3 separate regions of the Macaca mulatta genome follow, and regions 2 and 3 are each linked to region 1. A link is a contact called in public Hi-C data. All regions are on one chromosome and are shown on one strand. Each heading gives the region's core, a stretch centred on a gene start, on an enhancer-like site or on the middle of the called end of the contact. The rest is flanking DNA. Distances are from core to core; before and after follow the strand shown.

Region 1 (4,511 bases), core at 854-3,353:
CCACCACACCCGGCTAACTTTTTTTATTTTTAGTAGAGACAGGGTTTCTTTCTTTCTTTTTTTTTTTTTGTGAGATGGAGTCTCTCTCTGTCGCCCAGGATGGAGTGCAGTGGCCGGATCTCAGCTCACTGCAAGCTCCGCCTCCTGGGTTTACGCCATTCTCCTGCCTCAGCCTCCGGAGTAGCTGGGACTACAGGCACCCGCCACCACGCCCGGCTAGTTTTTTGTATTTTTTTTAGTAGAGACGGGGTTTCACCGTGTTAGCCAGGATGGTCTCGATCTCCTGACCTCCTGATCCGCCCGTCTCGGCCTCCCAAAGTGCTGGGATTACAGGCTTGAGCCACCACGCCCGGCCGAGACAGGGTTTCTCCATGTTGATCAGGCTGGTCTCGAACTCCTGACCTCAGGTGATCTGCCCGCCTCAGCCTCCCAAAGTGCTGGGATTACAGGCATGAACCACTGCGCCCAGCCTGATGTGCCCATTTTTAAGTTAGCAATTTCCATAAGCTGCATAAGGAGCTGCTTTGGGTTATTCTTTCATCTGAGCTCTGGTTAACTAACCATGTCATTTATTCATTCATTTTTAAATGGGTTGGGTAAAATATACATATTTTTTAAAAATACTATTTTCTGGCTGGGCACAGTGGCTGACTCCTGTAATCCCAGCACTTTGGGAGGCTGAGGCATGCAGATCACTTGAGGTCAGTAGTGCGAGACCAGCCTGGCCAACATGGTGAAGCCTCGTCTCTACTGAAAATACAAAAATCAGCAGGGCATAGTGGCAGGAGACCGTAATCCCAGCTACTCCGGAGGCTGAGGCAGGAGAATCACTTGAATACAGAAGGTGGAGGTTGCAGTGAGCCAAGATCGCACCACTGCACTGCACTCCAGCCTGGGTGACAGAGTGAGACTCTGTTCCAAAAAAATAAAATAAAATTCCTGATGTGTGAAAATTATGTGAAATTCACATTTCAGTGTATCCACAACTAAAATTTTATTGGAATACAGCCCATCCATGCCCATTCACTATAGCTGTTTTGGACCTGTAACAGCAGAGCTAAGTTGTCCGACAGAGACCCCTCCCACCGGCTCAAGTAGCCTAAAATATTTGCTACCTAGGCCTTTAGAGAAAAGGATGGAGACACATGACTTACGGAAGTGAGACAGAGAGTGAAAGGGTCTGCAATTTTCCATAAGTGGTCATGTCAGATTTCATTAAAAGGTGACATCTGAGCGAGTCCTTTCTGAAGGGTGTTACCTAACCCCACGGGGCTCCCGGCCTCCGCCCAGGGAAGCTCTCCAGCTCTTACCGAAGTAGTCAAGCCAGTTCATCTGGCGCAGCGCCTTGGGGAGCCGCAGGATCTCGATGTTGTAGAGGTTATCCACCTCCTTGAGGAGGTTCTGCCTGTCTGACTCAATTTGCTTGATTCGTATTTCCACTGCGGGAGGGCAGAGCCGACAGGACACGGGTCACGGGGCGGGTGAATGTGTGCAGCTCGTGTCCCCACCCGCCAGCATCCCGCGACCGCCCCAGGAGGCCGCGACGGCCTGGCCCCTTTACCTTCACGGTCGAAGTCTTTCAGAAAGGAGGCGAGCTTCCGCCTCCGTAAGGAGTTGATCTTGGCCACCCGACTACTGCCCTTCCTAGGAGCCATGGCGCTCGGCGGAGGCTGCGGGGAGCGGCGGAGATGGGGCAGGGAGGCAAGGAACCAGGTAGGGACCAGGAGGGCGGATGGGGACCACCCGAATAAGTCGCCAGGCACGTACCTCCGGTCTCGCGACAAGGACTGAGTAAAACCTCGCTATGCCAGTGAGAGAGAGCGGCTCTACCGTCAACCGCCACCTAATTCAAACTCCACAGCCACAGGCTGACGAATGAGAAACCGCCGTCCCACAGTATCCAATCACAAGCAAGTTCCTACCTGCCCGGGGTCTCCCGCCCAATGCGCTCCCTATAGCCGGAGTGCGTCAGCGCGGGCGCCGCCGTCGCGGGTGCTCCTGGGAGTTGTGGTCCAGGCTTGTTTCCCCGCCCTCCCCACCAACCCACCCGGCTCCGCCCTGGCCGGCTGCAAACTATACAAACTGCGACTCCCGGCAGGCCTTGCGGCGGGTCCTCATTACCCCAATCTCTGGAGGGCTAGGAGCGGGCTAGGTCAGGTCGGCTGTAGGATTCTGCTCCGGGGCCGGCGGCTGCTTCTTCCAGGCCTGGCTGCCACTGAGTAGCCGAGGGGCCGCCGTGACACTCTGACTGATTGACTGGTTGGCTGCCTACGTCGGCGCTCCTCAGGGCCCCAAGCTCCCCAGGCCGAACTTGGGGCAAGTGGAGGGTCGGCGGAGACAGAGCAGCCCCGACAGGGTTTGGAAGGGGTCGAGGCGGAATGACAGGGGAGCGGGGCCGGGGTGCAGGCTTTGGGGTGGGCGCGCCAGCCCGTGGCCAGTTTGGGCAGCGAGTGGGGAGAACCCTCTTGTTCCTCGCTTGCCCGCGGGGCGGCCACTCCCGTCCAGTTCGCGTCTTGGCGCCTCGACTGGGTGTGCAGCGCGGGGCCGCGACTTCAGGTGCGAGTAGTGGCGCTTGGCAGCTGCCCACGCGGTGACTGCAGCGTGAGCCGCGGCCACCACACTCCAGGGAGCCCAGGGCGGGAGGCAGCTCTGGGTGTTCTGGCCGTGGGCCTGGGAATGGGCGTGTAGACCTCGAACCCCGCTGAGCCGCAGTCCTGTCGGAAGTGCTAACTGTGCATCTTTGCATCTGCCCACAGCCACAGGGTTGGATTGCTCAAGGGTTGTGCTGAGACCCAGCAAGGCTAGAGGCTAGTTTCGAAGCTGTAGCTCAGGCTGAGTCTCAAGGCGGGCGACGACTGGACGGCCAGACCGGCGAGCTCTTGACAGGTTTGTGGCCTGATTGTTTGGATTTGGTGCTTTTCACCTGTGGATGCGGAATGAAGCCATGTCAGAGGGGTTGTTTGTGTTTAAGCGTGCATGTTATAGGCTATGGGAGTGATAATCTTGCCTCTCCCCCTCTGAGTTCAGGAACAATCAAAGAAATAAGCAAAGGTGCCAAGCAGGCTCCTGATGGGCACCAGCGAGCTTGGGGACAGAGCAGTCCAAGCATAGAAACCCTGGCAAGCCTGGCCCTTCCTAGAAAGTCCTTTCTCTCTCTCTTCCACCCTGGTTTGTTGCTCCATATACAAAAAATATTTGAATGTCGCTCTTCCGCCCAAGGTCAGCCCTGGGCAGTGGGTGGTGGGGGTGACACCCGAGTCTGCTGGGTGCCTAAGGATCTCCATCAGTTAGATGGCCAAGATGAGAGGGGACGACAACCCGTACCTCATGTAGGCTTTCCCGCAGCAGGTGTTTTTATGATGGGCAAATTGGGCTTCCAGCCTCTCGGTTTCAGGGTTTCCTTCACCCGACTCCCCAATGTGCCCGACCTCCCTGGGCACCTAGGATGTCCACCTGCATCTCAGCCAGAGCTGCCACGTCAGGAGCCCGTGATTCACTAGTTTTTGCCAGTTGGTTGTGATACACAATGTCAAAAGTGTCATTAAGGCACAGCCGAAGGCGCAAGCTGAGAGGAAAAGACTCCACAGTTAAGAGGACATGCCACCACTGCCACCCAATTTAAACTGCCGCAGGCTGACAAATGAGAAGTCGCCGTGTTTGGACGGTCCCAACATCCAGTCCCAAGGAAGCTTCAAGCCGAGTGGCCAATCCACATGTTGGACTACAGTACCCAGAAGTAATTTCGGTACTATGATATATTTTCGCGACTCAATAGCCTTGCAGGCCTGCGGAGGAGCTTTGGGGGCGGTCGCCTGTGAGCATGCGCAGAGAGACTATGGGCGCGTGGTGCTCACGCTTTGGGTGTCTTGACTTTTAAGTTTTTCCGCTGGTTTCAGGAACGCGACCGGCAGCCTCGGGCAGGGGAGACAGGACTGTAGGTCAGAGAAGAGACGGCGATTGGCCGCCGGGAATCCTCTGAAGCAGGAGACTGCCCTATCCAGGTTACCCTTCCCAAGGGGAAGCCAGGATCTCCTTCAGAAAGCTGAGGCAGGGCCGGGGCTGGTGGCTCACGCCTGTAATCCCAGCACTTTGGGATACCGAGACGGGCGGAAAACCTGAGGTCAGGAGTTCAAGACCAGCCTGGCCAACATGGCGAAACCCTGTCTCTACTAAAAATACAAAAATTAGCCGGGCGTGGTGGCGGGCACCTGTATTCCCAGCTACTCGGGAGGCTGAGACAGGAGAATTGCTTGAACCCGGGATGCAGAGGTTGGAGTGAGCCGAGATAGCGCTACTGCACTCCAGCCTGGGCGACAGAGTGAAATTCCGTGTCGAAAAAAACAAAAACAAAAAAAACCACTTCTGGAGGTGAGACAACTCCTGTGTGAACACGAGGACGGAAATGACGCCCACCCTCGACCCAGTGCCTCCCGGACTGACTTGCCACCCCAACGTGGTTATTTTCTATTTTTATCTTTTTCAGCAGAAGATGACTCAAGACCGGCCTCTGC
Region 2 (4,511 bases), core at 516-3,015, 120 kb before region 1:
ACAACAGACTTCCACTGAGCGATATGAAAACGTTACAGGTTCAGTACTTCCAAAGGAAGAAACCTCCAAACCCAAAAAAGAATAAATACGAATTTGTATTTTTGAAGAATGTGAAATAATGGTGTTTGCTTAATTGCTCATTTTGTATAAACTTAATATTGTACTTTAAAATATCTGCTAAGAAGTGAAAATTTAACTTTTTGGAATTGAAAAAGCAATATTAAATACTAATGAAATCCTAATTAAATGCTTATTTAAATCTGGTAGTATCTGTGGCATTTCTTCCCAACCCTGTCTATAGTTGACATTTTTCCACCATTCCCCCCTTCCCAGCCATCAGTCTTGGAGAGGGAGGGGACAGAAAGGAAACGTCGGTCACCAGGAGAGTCTGCAGGTTTCCTTTTAATCAAGGCTCTGCTGAAGGTGTTTTGTGGGGCTAAAAGCCCCCAAAGCATGAAATGGACATGTAACATCACCTGGATCCCCCATAGCAGGCCAGACCACTCTGGCGAGCACTGCTGGTCTGCCCAAATCTGGGTAATCAGACTGGGTATTCATTGGCTACATTTCAAAGCACAGCACTGCTTCCAGCCAGGATGAAGTGGGAGTGAACCCAGCTGCTAGCAGAGCTGCCATTCCAGGCTGAGAGCCAGCCAAGTACCAGCCACTGCCAGTGAAGACTGGCCCCTTTACTGAAGGGAGTTGTTCAGAGTCCAGCCATCGGCCCTGGGGAGGGAGAGAAGTCAGGGCATCCGGCTTGGGGATGGTCAGGGCTCCGCAGCTCCATCGCCAGCATCCTTTGGAAAGCCGCCTCTGGTGGCGACAGCCGGCTGCGGGGGCGCTCCGGGTTTGGCTGAGACGTTCTAGTTGGAACAGAAAGGAAAAAAGTGAGGCTGGGAGGAAAGGCCTTGGATTAGGCCCCACAAGGATATGGCCATTTGGCATTTGGATAGTATTAACTTTTTCGAAACCTCTCACCACATCAACGGAGGTTAGGGACAAAGCAGTGGAGAGATACTTCCCCTCTCCAGGGTAAGCTAGGGCTTGGCCAGCCTAGCCAGTGGGCAGACCCCACCCCACCCCGGCCCAGCCCAGGGTGGGCACTAACCCCGCCACCAGCCGGCTCCGGGCGCCGGCGGCCCAGCTGCCGTAACATCTCCTCGCAGGCTGCGATGGTGTCCAGGAGCTGCCGCTGCCGCTGCTCCACCGCGTCCAGCAGCTGCTGGGCGCGCTCCTCCCGGGGCGCCTGCGGGGGTGGCCTCCCGCCGAGCCCCAGCCCCGCCTTCCCGCGGTCCACGCCGGCAGCCTCCCTGCCCGAGCAAGAGACAGACGGTCAGGGCCGGCGCTTGCGCGGGGCCGAGCCCCTTCCCCCCGCCCCGACGGGCCCCCTCTCACCCCCGTGACCAGTCTGAGCCCGGGCCCCATTCCATCTCCGCTTGCGCGGCCCGACCACCGCCCCCCTTTCGGCCGCCCCCCTCCCCAGCGCTGTGTTAGGGCTCCGCAAGGCCGGGCCCCGCCCCGTCCCCACCGGTCTCCTTCAATCCTCCTGGGGGTCGTGGTCCCTTTAAGCTGCCCGGCGCAGAGGTGGGGCCGAGTCTCCCGGACCGGAAGCTGGCTGGGAGCGTCACTTCCTCCCGGAAGCGGGCCTGGGCGGATGTCTCCGGCGCGTCGGTGCAGGGGGATGAGGGCCGCGGTGGCTGCCAGCGTGGGGTTGAGCGAGGGGTCCGCTGGCTCCCGGAGCGGCCGCCTCTTCCGCCCGCCGAGCCCCGCTCCGGCGGCCCCCGGGGCCCGGCTGTTGCGGCTCCCGGGGAGCGGGGCCGTGCAGGCCGCGAGCCCGGAGCGCGCCGGCTGGACCGAGGCGCTGCGGGCCGCCGTGGCCGAGCTGCGCGCCGGCGCCGTGGTGGCCGTCCCCACCGATACGCTATACGGTCTGGCCTGCGCGGCGAGCTGCTCGGCGGCTCTGCGCGCTGTGTACCGCCTCAAGGGTCGCAGCGAGGCTAAGCCTCTGGCCGTATGCCTCGGCCGCGTGGCCGACGTCTACAGGTGAGGCCGCCCCGACCCGGCCCCGCTGGGGGCGGCACCGCGGGAGGGGTTTCCGGTGACAGGCTTGGGAGACTGAGGCGCAGAGAGCGGGAGGGGCTTGTCCAGGCTTACCAAGGAATCCGGAACTGGAAGTGTGTACCGAGGACTTAACGTGCCCCAGGCCCTGAACTACATGCTGCTGAGAGGCAGCAACACACGAGAAAGGCGGGGGCCCTGTACCCTTGGCGCATTTGTACTAATCGGGGAGGCCCCCAGGAAAAAAGGAAAGAAACACAGTAGCTTAATTTAATAGCGAATGCCTTGTAGAAAATAAAACGTGGAGCTTGATCCCACCCACTATCACGGTAGCACAGCGGTGCAGCTGTTGTAGTCCCTCAGACCAGAGGCACATAGGCGCCAAGCCAGGGGTGCCCCTCTGGAGCCCTGCTTTCTGCTCAAGCTCTTAGGGAAGTGAAGCAGGGAGACAGGCGGCTCCCATTGTAAACTTGAAGGATTCCTTTCCTACGTGTGCCTAGAGTCTAGGAAAGGACCACCAGTGGTCCTTCATTTTGAATGGATTTATGCTCCTGTGTTTCCCAGATACTGCCGTGTGAGAGTACCCGAGGGGCTCCTGAAAGACCTACTGCCAGGACCAGTGACCCTGGTGATGGAACGCTCGGAGGAGCTCAACAAGGACCTAAACCCTTTTACGCCTGTGAGTCAAGTTTTCTCTTGTGTTTCCAGACTCCAGGCCACTTGGCTTTCACTAGGATCCAGATCAGACTTACCCTCTACCCCTTCCAACCTTTCTCATGATCCCCTTCCCCCTGCCTTATAGCTTGTAGGCATTCGGATTCCTGATCATGCCTTTATGCAAGACTTGGCTCAGATGTTTGAGGGTCCGCTTGCTCTCACTAGCGCCAACCTCAGCTCCCAGGCCAGTTCTCTGAATGTCGAGGTGAGTTTACCCAGTCCTTCCCCTGGAAATGTCACCAGCCCAAACACTGTTTCCTGTGAATCAGTGGCATTGATAGTGCACTGGGATTGCCAGGCGTGAGAGTCCTTGGGCCAACAGTGGAAAGGTTTCCCAGCTGGCAGGGAGGCGGTGGGGGGCAATATAAATTAAAGGAATTTGATTTTGTCTCAAAGTCTGAAAAGCCAGGGGGAGAATTGGTGTTTTTTTCTTATTGTCTTTATAATAATAGGAAAGATTATGGTAAGAACAGTGTCTTCCTCTTTTTCTGGAGATAACAGTTTTTGGAGAGTACAGTTTAGGCTGTAAATCTTCACGACAGTGCTGTAAAGAAAGATGAAGAAGGCCAAGGGCAGTAGCTTATGCCTGTGACCCCAGAACTTTGGGAGGCCCAGGCAGGCGGATCACCTGAGATCAGGAGTTCGAGACCAGCCTGGCCCACATGACAAAAGTCCATCTCTAATAAAAAATACAAAAATTAGCCAGACATGGTGGCACATGCCTGTAGTCCAGCTACTCGGGAGGCTGAGGCAGGAGAATCACTTGAACCTGGGAGGTGGAGGTTACAGTGAACTGAGATTGTGCCATTGTACTCCAGCCAGGGCTCTAGAGAAAGACTCTGTCTCTTAAAAAAAAGGATGAAGTTTAGCTTCCAAAAAGTTAAATCACTTTTTCCAGGTCACGTAGCCATTAAGTGACTGGCTCAGATTTTTACCCAATTTTTGACTTTTTTTTTTTTTTTTTTTTTTTTGAGACAGAGTCTCGCTCTGTCGCCCAGGCTGGAGTGCAGTGGCCGGATCTCAGCTCACTGCAAGCTCCGCCTCCCGGGTTCACGCCATTCTCCTGCCTCAGCCTCCCGAGTAGCTGGGACTGCAGGCGCCCGCCACCACACCCGGCTGATTTTTTGTATTTTTAGTAGAGACGGGGTTTCACAGTGTTAGCCAGGATGATCTCGATCTCCTGATCTCGTGATCCACCCGCCTCGGCCTCCCAAAGTGCTGGGATTACAGGCGTGAGCCACCGCGCCTGGCTCCAGTTTTTGACTCTTGCCCCTGTTGTCTTATCTCTGCCACAAACCAGATCAAAGAAAGGATCATCCTAATCCTTTCTTGGCTACATAGATTAGAACAAAGGAGGACACGTAGAAATTTCAGTTCTTTTTCTTATTACCAAGATGTAAAACGTAGTTGTAAGCTACATTGTGTCCCCAGACTCTGGGCCAGAGACATAGTATCACACATAGTATCCAGCATCAGGCCTTGGGCTTCCTTGGGCTTTTTACATCCAGCTAATATGCCTGGATAGAGTAACTTGCGTGCAGTCACACAGAGATAGGATGGAAAGTCCAGAGTTGGAGCTCATATCTCTGCCCAGAACTCCATTCGATGGGGTTTTCCATGCCCAGACCTAGAGTGGGGCTCAGGGTTCTTGGAAAGTGAGAGTTCAGCATCCCTTCCCATTCTCAGAGTGCAGGTTTGACTTGGTCCTGGTGGCTGTACCCCAGGAGCAAGAATCG
Region 3 (4,511 bases), core at 1,402-3,901, 99 kb after region 1:
GAGCTGAGATCACGCCACTGCACTCCAGCCTGGTGACAGAGCAAGACTCCATCTCAAAAAAAAAAAAAAAAAAAGCATCCCATCTGCATGATGTGTACCATGTCCATGATGCTTCCATATACCATAACTCATATGATCTTATTGCAGCCTTTCAGGGTAGTTAAGTTATTGCATCTGTTTTAAAGCTGAGGAACTGTAGACCTGGAGGTGTAGCTTGCCTTTGCTGGTCAGCATGACATCAGAAAAGAGAGTGAAAAATAGTCACTGCATTACAATGAGGCAAGCAGGGCAGGCAAATCAAACCAGTAACTTAAGCTTGACCTACCTTGATCAGGCTTTTTATCTGCTGGTAGAATTGACGTTGGTTGTCAAGATCAGCAAATATTGTTGTAAAAGGATTGATGGGTCAGATTATAAAAATAGATGGAAAGTTTGTACGATAAATGCAAGCAGAGTATGAGAACAGGAGAGAAACAACCCACCATATCATCTGGGAAAATGAAACTCCTTGGCAAGACTTCACAACAGCCTGATTCAAAATTTCATAATGAAATTATGTCTCTGATCAAAGCCTGAATGAGCTCATAGGCTGATTTTTGCCATCCGTGTTTATTCTGGTTTGCACCAACTTGAGGCATCAGAAACACATTAACTGAATCTTCTCTCTGGGAGGAGGCTATTGTACCCTTGTTTTGGGGATCAGAGGGACAGTGTGGGGTGGAAGAGGGCATCTTCACTGAGCATGAAGTTTTTTTCCAAATAGCTCTCAGGGCTTCCCTAACACAAGTCAGGGTCAGGGCCTTCCCAGCAGAATTGCATTTAATCTCATGATACTTGCCCTTGGGGCAAGGAAAGCGAAGCTCGAGGGACAGAAGGTATTTCCAGCTCTTGCCTATGACATGGCCTGCTTTTGCTCTAAAAAGAATGTTTCGGGGTTTGTTTCAAACTCAGAGAAATAAAGACTCAATCATCCCCTGCTCAATTAGAATACCTCACTTTATAACAAGTTGTTCGTTTTTATGAAATGAGCTACACTGCATGTATCCACCCTTCCTCTTGCCTAACCATCTCTTTTCTGGCCTATCCAGAGGGTACAAAGATGGCCACTTCCTGACAATTTGAGGTACCAAAAAAGAGACAGGGGCCAGGCGCGGTGGTTCACACATGTAATCCCAGCACTTTGGGAGGCCGAGGCGAGTGGATCACCTGAGGTCAGGAGTTTGAGACCAGCAAAGCTCGAGGGACAGAAGGTATTTCTGTCCTGGCCCGTGTGCCTGTAATCCCAGCTACTTGGGAGGCTGAGGCAGGAGAATTGCTTGAACCCAGGAGGCGGAGGTTGCAGTGAGCCGAGATCCTGCCACTGCACTCCAGCCTGGGCGACAAGAGCGAGACTCTGTCTCAAAAAACAAAAACAAAAACAAAAAAATAAAAAAAATTTTAAAAAGAGGGCTTCTTGGTTGAAACACTGGCATCTAGAAACTTTATTTTGGCTGGTAGAAACAGAAATCACTGGGTCTTAATGCCTTCCTTCACCCTCAAGGCAAGAGACATTCCCATCTACTCATCCTTTCATTTAATGAATATTTTTTGAGTCCTTTGTTTCAGGTGCTATTCAAGTCTTAAAGACACAGCAGTGAACAAATTTACAAGGTCCCTGCTTTCAAGAAGCTTACATTCTAGTTTGAGGGAAGCAGCCAATAAACTGGTAAAAAAAAAAAAAAATTCAACTAGTGATAAATGCCATGAAATAAATAAAACAGAATACTGTAACAGAGTAACTGTGAAAGGGTGAAAGGTGGCTGATTTAGACAAATCAGACAGGAAAGAGTTCTCACAGTACGAAGGGTCACCAGATAAAATACAGAACGTACAGTTACATTTGGATTTCAGGCAAACGATGAATACTTTTTTAGTGTAAGTATTTTCCAGGCACTATTGGAGGTGTACTAAAGAAATGTATTCCTTTTTTTCCGCTGAAATTCTAATTTAATTTGGTGTCCTGTATTTCTATTTGCTAATTCTTGCAGGCCTACCAATAGGTGATATTTGAGCTGAGGATTGAATGACCACCTATGCAAAGATTCTGGGAAAGAGTGATTCAGGCAGAGAGAATATCCAGTGTAAATGTCAGAATAACCAGAGGGAGGGAGGTACACATGAGATCAGATAAATAGGCAGAGGCCAGATCACAGAATCCTGCAGGGATGGCAAAAAGTTTGAATCAATCTCTGTCTCTCTCTGTTTCTCCCTTCCCCTTTCCCCTACCTGTCATTCTAAGAGTGATGATAAGCCGCTGGAATTGTAAGGAAGAGGATGACACCTTCTAATGGATATTTGGCTGCTGTGTGGTCGGCAACTTTTGGAAGGACTTAGAAGACAAATTCAGAAGACAAACTTAAGCTTGTGTCATTGGCAGGGGAAGAGGCTTCTTTATTTGGAGGTGGACCCAACTGGGAGCTCTGGGCCACGCGTTCAGGGTAACTAGGCGGTTGCTATGGAGGGGCAGCTTGGCGGTTGCTAGGGCTGGAGCGGGCTGGGGCTCCACGCAGGGCGACGCCTGGGTGGCTAGGGCGGGGGAGGAGCCAGGCCGATAGTGGCGCGCGTTCACAGGAAGTCGCTCTGGGGCAGGGAGGGGCGCGAGCGGAAGTGACGTAGGTCGTGCACACGTGGTCCGGCGTGGTTCACGCGGGTCGCTTCGGCCGGGCCTGGGTAGATCTAAATTTGTTTCCCCACGTAAGCCGGACCTCGCACTCCGGTCCCGGTCTCGTCGCCAAGATGGTGAAGCCCAAGTACAAAGGACGGAGCACCATCAACCCGTCCAAGGCCAGCACAAACCCGGGTACAGGCGGCAGGGCTGATCGAGGGTGGAGCTTGGAGGAAGTATAGGGAAGGGCTCCGAGGACTGGAGGAGGAGGGTTACTTGGGTGGCATTGCTTAGAATGACTATGAGCGGGGTGGCTGTTGGGGATGAAAAGGGAAAAAGGAAAGCAATATTTGTGATGGTTTCTTCTCAGGGGGGCACTGAGGAGGGCTGACATTGCACGCCTGGCAGGCCAAAGTGTAGTCAACTGGTCTAAAGTCAGGGAAAGTGAACACTCAGGCTGGCAGCCTCGGGTCCTCTCCAGTTGAGAGATGCAGAGAAAGTCAGCTTGAAAATGGGTAATCGGGCCTTTTACACGTGATCATATTTGCCGGTCACCTTAACTTTGACCTTTAAAATGAGAAAGGGATTGTAGTTTTTGCCCTTGGAATTATTCTATCTGGTAAAGTGCTTAGAGAACCCTACAAAGAAGTCAATATGATCATTGCAGTAAGGCTGTTTTGGAGATGTGTGTAAGTTTTGGCGAAGTTCCACCTGTAGGATTAACAAGACATCCTGTGGGAGAGTTCTTTCCATTCAAGTTTAATTAATAAAACTTTGTTTTAAAATATGATTTAGAATTTTTGACAATTTTAATGCATGTTGAATGTTTACTCCGGATTGATAATAAATTATTCACTTTGCACAAACTGGAATCTCAGAATGTTAGACCCCAAAAGTCCCTTAGAGATTATGATTTTACAGGTAAAGAGACTGAATCAAAATGCAGGAAGTGGCTTGTCATAACTGCAACAGTTAGTGAGCAGTAGTAGAGCCGCCAGTCTCTACTGTTAGAGAGTAGGAGAGCCAATGGGCTGTGGTTTCAGTCTGTCTTCTACTGCATCACTTCAGGACCAGACAGGTAATTTAAAGGGCTCCCAGTTGGGTGTGGGCTCAGGCCTGTAATCCCAGCACTTTGAGAGGCCGAGGCGGGCGGATCACCTGAGGTCAGGAGTTCAAGACCAGCCTGACCAACATGGTGAAACCCCCTCTCTACAAAAATAGAAAAATTAGCCGGGCATGATGGCGGATGCCTGTAATCCCAGCTACTCGGGAGGCTGAGGCAGGAGAATCGCATGAACCGGGGAGGCGGAAGTTGTAGTGGGCTGAGATCGCAACACTGCACTCCAACCTGGGTGAAAGAGCAAGACTCCGTTTCGGGAAGAATAAATAAATAAATGGCTCCCAAAATGAGAAGCTAGGCTAGTATTACCCTGCTCGTTTGTTCTTCTCTTTCTCTTTGAGATGTAAGGCAAGAATTGCTGTGTTGAATAAACAAAAAATCAAACATTAAGAAACTGGAACACATATATATCAAAATTATAGTCTCCATGGTGCCTTGCATGGAGGAGGCACCCCATATTTGTTAAATGGAGGCACAGAGGTAGGTATCTTCGTGGTTAAGACCACAGATGTGATAAAATGATCGTGTTCAAATTCTGGCACTGCCATTTAGTAACGGTTTGACCTTGGGCAAGGTGTCTGACCACTGTGCCTCAGTTTCTCACTCTGCAGCATGGAGATAATATATCTATAGGATTATTGTATGGATTAAATGAGATGATGCCTATAATGTGGATAGCCATCATAAGTGCTCAAAAATATTAGCTGTTCTTCTTCTCAAATACAATCCTATCGAAGATCAAAGGTT

What was found. Hi-C and Micro-C count contacts between places; a contact is called where the count stands out from the background.
Region 2: a Hi-C map of cortical neurons shows a contact between it and region 1, with 6 times the contacts expected there. The contact joins the promoter of C1H1orf122 here to the promoter of AIRIM in region 1. A contact is called at or near these places in 3 of 14 Hi-C or Micro-C datasets (cortical neurons, fetal cortex germinal zone and liver).
Region 3: a Hi-C map of liver shows a contact between it and region 1, with 2.1 times the contacts expected there. The contact joins the promoter of GNL2 here to the promoter of AIRIM in region 1. A contact is called at or near these places in 5 of 14 Hi-C or Micro-C datasets (CD4 T cells, cortical neurons, fetal cortex germinal zone and 2 more).

The regions. Positions count from the first base shown.
Region 1 is chr1:203,100,321-203,104,831 of T2T-MMU8v2.0, forward strand. It overlaps AIRIM (AFG2 interacting ribosome maturation factor), which reads left to right and starts at 2,104. Exons shown (of 7, transcript XR_013403967.1): 1 at 2,104-2,316; 2 at 2,757-2,886; 3 at 3,633-3,745; 4 at 4,487-4,511. CDCA8 (cell division cycle associated 8) reads right to left here and starts at 1,877. Exons shown (of 11, transcript XM_001115347.5): 1 at 1,768-1,877; 2 at 1,562-1,670; 3 at 1,311-1,439. The coding sequence starts at 1,655.
Region 2 is chr1:202,980,142-202,984,652 of T2T-MMU8v2.0, forward strand. It overlaps C1H1orf122 (chromosome 1 C1orf122 homolog), which reads right to left and starts at 1,766. Exons shown (of 3, transcript XM_028835796.2): 1 at 1,529-1,766; 2 at 1,109-1,310; 3 at 383-863. The coding sequence starts at 1,156. The coding sequence ends at 768. YRDC (yrdC N6-threonylcarbamoyltransferase domain containing) reads left to right here and starts at 1,627. Exons shown (of 5, transcript XM_002802325.4): 1 at 1,627-2,043; 2 at 2,623-2,737; 3 at 2,861-2,980. The coding sequence starts at 1,655.
Region 3 is chr1:203,198,720-203,203,230 of T2T-MMU8v2.0, forward strand. GNL2 (G protein nucleolar 2) reads left to right here and starts at 2,652. Exons shown (of 16, transcript XM_015135656.3): 1 at 2,652-2,839. The coding sequence starts at 2,776.